Linked DNA regions of Rattus norvegicus: region 2 is linked to region 1. A link is a contact called in public Hi-C data. All regions are on one chromosome and are shown on one strand. The core of a region is the stretch at or near the end of the contact, and the rest is flanking DNA. Distances in the headings are between cores, read along the strand shown.

What was found. A called contact is a pair of places that touch in the nucleus more often than the background predicts.
Region 2: a Hi-C map of liver shows a contact between it and region 1, with 6 times the contacts expected there. The contact joins the promoter of Sec23b here to the promoter of Mgme1 in region 1. A contact is called at or near these places in 2 of 12 Hi-C or Micro-C datasets (kidney and liver).

The regions. Positions count from the first base shown.
Region 1 is chr3:152,093,076-152,096,496 of GRCr8, forward strand. It overlaps Mgme1 (mitochondrial genome maintenance exonuclease 1), which reads left to right and starts at 1,578. Exons shown (of 5, transcript NM_001009655.1): 1 at 1,578-1,645; 2 at 2,483-3,050. The coding sequence starts at 2,546. Snx5 (sorting nexin 5) reads right to left here and starts at 1,433. Exons shown (of 14, transcript NM_001399298.1): 1 at 1,341-1,433; 2 at 1,025-1,107. The coding sequence starts at 1,075. It overlaps LOC134486457 (a long non-coding RNA gene), which reads right to left and starts at 1,018. Exons shown (of 2, transcript XR_010065415.1): 1 at 459-1,018.
Region 2 is chr3:152,391,366-152,394,571 of GRCr8, forward strand. Sec23b (Sec23 homolog B, COPII coat complex component) reads left to right here and starts at 1,318. Exons shown (of 20, transcript NM_001277235.1): 1 at 1,318-1,379. It also overlaps a transcript of Rbbp9 not described here.

The sequences.
Region 1 (3,421 bases), core at 328-2,827:
TAAAAAAAAAAAATTCTACTGGCAGTTAATGTAGAGATCAAGTGATTTTACATAGCTAAATGATTCTGCTCCAACCTACACAAACAGGGGTACCAGAAAAGGAGGAGGAAAAAACAGCCATCAGGGCCTCTCCCTCCCCAGTACCTATTATACACGCCAGGGGAAAGAAAATTCTAGTGTAAAGAAATAAAACATCTCGCACAAAGCTCTATTTCAATACAATACCCTTGTTGGAACAATCCAACCGGTGCTCCAGACCCGAATTTGCTTACTAGATAAAAAGTTTGCTCATTCAAAGATACTTTTTAAAAATCTAAATTCAGTCCTTATGAAAAACCTAAGAACTCCTGCATTATCCTGCATTACTGACAATTTTGCCCACAAACTGACCCATAACCTACCTGTACGGATGGGAAAATTCAAATTTAAAGGCCAATAAAAGTAGAATCCTTTATTACCTATATAGCAATCTCCGTTTATTGCATTAGTCCTCAAGATATCTGCAGCCTGAGGATTACATCAACAGACAGGATTTACTAAAAATTACAACTTCCACGAAGACACATTTAGGTTTTCTAAGTTGCAAAAAAACATGCTACAGATTGTCGATTGAAATTTCCCCACTATTTTAAACGGAAAAACCATTTTCTTAAAAGGAGACAGGAACCGCAAACAAAACTCCGATCCACTTTGCAATTACCAAGTCGATTTAAGTTTTAGGAGCCTTTAAAAAACACGCTCCTAAGGATTTCAGAGCATTAGCCTCAGTCGAATGACTGGCAGAGCGTCTGTCAAGCGCTCAAGAAGTGGGGTCCCACTCGTCTAGTTCTCCTTGGTCAGAGAATGAGGGTGAACTGAGACACCACTGGAAAGCATTTATAAAGGGGTGGGGGAAAACCTCCGGGTCTTGCAAACCCTTCCCTTGCTGTGGACCGCCAACAGCCCGAACCCCAGAAAAGGGACAACCAGCCCTGGGAGGCCAGCAGGACCTCCAGCCCAGTTAACCAGGAAGGGAGGATCTCACCTTGCTGCGATCCTCCTCCTGCTGCTCCAGTAACTCGGGAACCGCGGCCATGGCGACGCGGGCCTCGAGCAGGGGCCGTCTGGCTGTGCGAGGAAAGAAGAGGCTGGGCCGCCGCCGGGGCGCCTTTCAGGGGCGGCCGCGGCCCCGCCTCCGCCGGCCTCCCTGCCGGACGGCGGCTGGAGGCCGCTGGACTCCGCCACCATCCCAGCAGCCCCGGGCGCAGGCCAGTAGCACGCCACGTGCTCCCCCAGAGCGGCCTCCCCCGTCCCCGCTCCGTCCATCTTGGAGCCGGGCAAAGAAGCAACGCGGGGCCTACCCTCGCTCCGTGCCACGCGGACACCAGCACTGTAGGGCCGGGACGGGGACGCAGGGTCCGAACCCTCTCCCAGCGAGGCACGCCTCGAGAAAGAGCGCGCACAGCGGCAAGGGGAATTTATTGCTCAGCCAGAGTCCAAGATGGCGACCGGCGGTGACGTACGCAAGATCTCGTGAGAGCGAAAACGCGCGGCTTGACGGTGCCCACGCTTCTGCTTCAGAGGAAGAGCGCCTCTCGGGTGAGACGTGAACGCCGCGGTGCATGCTGGGGCCGCCTCGCTTTGGGAAAGCGCGGGACTGATAAAAGTACGGGTCCCGAGAGGTTGTTTGCGGTGTGGGTGTAAAAGCATGGTGGCATCTCAGGTACAAATAGAACCCTGCAGCAGGCCGAGCTTGTATTTAAATAGTCTCTTTTCTGTCCAAATTCCCGCACGAAGAGCCACGGTTGTTCTGTCCCAGCCATGGGAGAAACCTGCAGAGAGATCAACTTTCCGGAATCAATGGTGATGGGCCTTACAGACACCTGCGACACGGGGTCACAGAAGCACCCATTTTAAAGAGTGTGAGGAATAGATGAGAGATGCCCATTCAGAATATTTAGTAAAGAGTTTGGTATATAGATATTGGTAAACTGTTAATTGAGACTTGTGAGTTTTGTTTGGGGGGGTTTTGTAGTTGCTTTGTTTCTACAGACAAAGCCAAGCTAACCTTAAGACTCAAATTCATACTGCCTCAGCCTCCCAAGTACTAAATTTCCTGGCCTATGCCTCCAGGTCTTGTCACGTATATTTAGATGAAAGATTTAGGGTATCACGTCCAAAACAGCCAACACATTAACGTTTAACAAATGCTGCTGGGGTTGGGGATTTAGCTCAGTGGTAGAGCGCTTGCCTAGCAAACGCAAGGCCCTGGGTTCGATCCCCAGCTCCGAAAAAAAAAAAAAAAAGAAAGAAAGAAACAAATGCTGCTGCTTCTGATTTTGATGAATCTTTCTTGGGAATGAATTTTTTGTATTTTGAAATGTCAAAAGTTTAGTGTCTGCACTTTAAATGTTTGTTTTTGTGTGGTTTTCAATTTGATGGTTCTGATATATCAAACGTCTTAAACCTAACTCCACCTCTTTTTTTTTTTTTTTTTTTTTAGATAAGAACAGCACACTTTTAAACAGTACAGACTAGAGAAAAGTAAGAGGGGCGAAGTCTAAAAATGAAACCGCTTCTGCCCATCTGCAGGCTGCTTAGACTTTTAAACAGATTTCCTGTAAAACCAAGCCCTCCTGTGAGTTTCTCCACTTCCTCTTATTTGTGTAGCCAAAAGAAAAAAAGCTCTTACGAAGCAGTAGACCAAGCAAAGTACTGTCGTTTAGTACGTTCTGTCTTGTCCAGAGGCCCAGTCCAGACTCCAGAGTCATTGTTCAAGGAAGATGATGTACTCTATGGTCCTGTGAGTAAGTGTAAAGTTCCAGAGCAAGAGCAGCAGGCAAGAGTTCCACAACACTGGTTTCCTATCTTCAATGAAGAGAAAAACGGGAAACCACACACAAATGGTTCTTCAAGTCCTTTGAAGATCCCTTTGCAAAGAAACATGATACCCAGTGTGACCCGCATCCTTCAGCATACCATGCCATCTGAACAGAGTTTCTTTTTGGAGAGGTGGAAACAGCGGATGGTTCTGGAGCTGGGAGAAGATGGATTTGCAGAATATACTTCAAGTAATTCTCTTACTTCTGGTTATATGTGGTCATGGGTTTTTAGGAGATGAGTGCGCCTGCCAAAAGAATGGGGCTTTAAAAAAAAAAAAACTCACTGAGGAAGTACTTTCAAATAGCATTAAACAGCATTTCATGTCTGCCAACTTGCTCAGTCCTCCTCATGGATACCGTTGACTGTAGTGTACATTTAAAGAAATGGAAATACAGAGATCAATTTATTTGACAAACTCACATAATTTATAAACAACCTATCAACTCTTTTCCATCTCTTGACAAAAGTCTAGTTTTTAAAGTTTTTTTGCTCAGAATTTAATAATTACCCATTGTTCTACTAATCAATATCAATTGCTAGCCACAATCCATAACACTCC
Region 2 (3,206 bases), core at 68-2,567, 300 kb after region 1:
AATATTTTTCCTTGGGAAGAGACAACTTTACATTTCCCAAAATACTTAAGGTTTTAAATATGCCATCATTAACATTATGGTAAGATGATGAAAAATATAAATTTATTTTAAAAAGCTTTGAATGCGAACAGTAATATTTCATAGTAACATCTGTTTAAACTAAGTCCTATGATTTGTAGACTTCAAAAACTTTGATTTAGCTGCGTGTGATGGCCTGTGATTTTAATCCCAGCATTCAGGAGGCATAAGACAGAGGAAAAAGGAGCTCTGAGTTCCAGGCCAGCCAAACCTACATAGTTAGGCTCTGTTGTAAAGAAAATGGTATTATTGCATTACTAGTAAATTGGGTTATTTAATGGATACTTTTTGGATGTCTAAACATGTTTTAGCGTTGTAACTGTAGGATTTTAGTTTGGAGATGAAGAGTTGGTTGAGTAATTGAGTGTATACTTCTGGAGTTCAGTTCCCAGCCCCCATATCAGGAGGTTCACAACAGACAGTAACTAACTCTATAGGATCCTATGCCTTCTTTTGGCCTCAGCAGGCACTACACACACGCTGAATTTGCTGATCTGTCTGACTGTCTGCCTGTCTGTCTGACTGCCTGTCTATGCCACTTGTAAGAAAGTGTAAAATGATTGAGGCGGCCACAGAAAGTTGTGTTACTCATCAATATGGACTCTGTTAGTTTCCTTAAAGGCTTGAATAAGACCGTTCCTAGTTACTCATTTCCTTGCGGGGGAATGGCAGGAGGATGTTCACCAGAAACAGTTTTTATGGAGAACAGAAACCATAGCAGCAAGTGAGAAAGTAACTGCACCTGCTGAGCAGAAAAAGAACACCAACTAGCGGCGAGACTCTGTCACCTCTTAGTCCCTTTCCTCAGGCTGAGGGCCTCTTCCGGACAACTTGGACAACTTCAGCTTCCTCTGGGGCTACGCGTCACTTTTCTCGGTTCCCGGTAACTAGGTGATGAGAGGGACTTCCCTCTTAGGCAAACAGACGTCATGTTGTGTCAAGGAGGTCTCCTGAGAAGTGCTGGATCCGTTTGGATGACGGTCTCGTAGGCGCCGAGGTTCTATTCAGGAGAAAATTTTAAGAATATATTTGAGAAAGTATGTAGCCTATGGAACTCTACATTCTAAAGTTTATAGGGTGAGAAACTACTGCTTTGCCCCATTCAAAGATGGAGGCGCAACTTTTCTGACTGTTTCATTTTTCTCGTGTCTGCCAGAGAAGCGCTCTCTGATTGGTTACAGCATGGCGCCGCGAAATGACGTTTTGGAGCAGTGACCAATCGACTGTGAGCTGAGGTGGACTTGGCTGTGGAAGCCGGAGCTGAGCTCTGCTGTCCGTGGGGCGCGGAAGGCTCTGTCCAGGTGAGTGGCTCCGGACAGGTGAGCGGCTGGTTCTGCCGTAGTGAGTGGGTGCTTAGGAAGAGGGCAGAAGCCAGAGATGGCGGGGCAAGGTGGGCTTGCTTATGGGAGGAATCAGAGGGAATCGATGACCCAGAAGCCGGCTGAAAGTTGACTCATCCGCACCACGCCTGATAGCAGACGACCGATTTCTGACTTCTTAGCCTTCAGAATTGGGGTGTTGATGATGGCTTGAACATCCAAAAGGACCGAATCCCCATGAAAATCTTGAATTTTGCTTTGTGTTAAGTGAAACCAGAACCCAGATCTTCAGTACAGGATTAGGTGTTTAACTGTGTCTACATTGGTTACTAAGTCCTGGAAAGTTATGTGCTGGAGAGATTAGAGTGGCTAAGATATTTTATTGGGTGCCTTTCTAGACCTTTCTTTTACCCAGTCATTCAGCCAGTCAGTCATTCTCTCTTCATTCACTCATTCATTCATCCATTCGGCTATTTACCTCTTCAGATACCCTTATTCGGTGAGAATTTGATAGAAGCAGTGGAAAATGTACATTTTTCTCAACACATAGAATTTAGTAAAAATACATAGAGCTTCAGAGGATTCATGAATTCACTGAAATCCTCTGTGGATTGCGTGTCCAGGATTAAGAAGCTGGTTTAGAAGGTTGAGGAAAGGATGCAGTGGGAAATAGGGAGCAGATGTTATGTGTTGATGCTTGGGGACGTGTACATTTAAGTAAAGAACTTTATAGAGGGGTTACCATTATTTAGTGGGGTTTGCTGAAGTATCTACTGGAAATAGTGATGGTAGAATGTACTGTGACTTATTTGCTAGCTCCTCACCCAGGTGCTTTCTGTGTAGTCAGTGCTTCATCTTCCTGAGTTTGCCAGAACTAACAAGTAGATGTGTTAGAGTTTCAGTTGGAACAGACATTTGGGGTTTTGTTGTGTGGATTCTGTATGGTAGAATAATTGATTTTTCTTGGTATGTAAAATTGCTCTCGTCCAAATTATTTGCAGGATATATTATCCAAATTACATACATATAAGTAATATAAATATATACATGTATATTAATTTTTTGGATGGGATGTCCCTATGTAATCTAGGAGGCTTTGAACTCCCTTGGTTCTTCTGCCTCAGCCTCCTGAATATGGAAATTACAAGAATATGCGTCCATTCTCATTTCATAGGTTTAGTTTTCTTGCTTTCCTTTTTTTTAAAGTTTATTTGCTTGAACCTGTGCTTTGTCTGTGTACCTGTCAAGCCATTTATGTTGCGCGTAGAGGCAACTTTTGTGATATTGGGTCTTCCATCTTTTTGTGGGATCTGAAGATCTCACTCAGGTTGTCAGACTTACGTGGCAAGCACTTTACCCATTGGACCATCTTGCTAGTTCATTTTGCTTTCCTGATTGGCTAGTTCAGTCGTTCATGTGTCAGTGTATTTTAGATCATGAATAGAATGCATTTGCCTAACAACCTTGGGTTATCTGAGTCTGAAAGCTTAGTCTAAAGATTAATTGTTACAGAGCCAGAGTCTTTAAAGAAAGAGCATTAGCAAATATGGTAAGGGAGGAGAACATGGTGAGATTCAATACAAAAGCAAACTTCCTTTCATAGTGTTGGTATGCCCATTAGAAATGCTTCAGTGCCAAGCTGCTTCCTGTTAATAACCGGATTCTCAGATCAGCATGCAGTTCTTTTCTCCACAGTTAGCGAAGTGGTGGGGGTGGCAGGGGATACAGCATAATGACGGACACACAAAAATCAAGGTTACTTGGAATGTGACATTTCATACAGTGTTTACTTTGATCGATAAAGAAAGG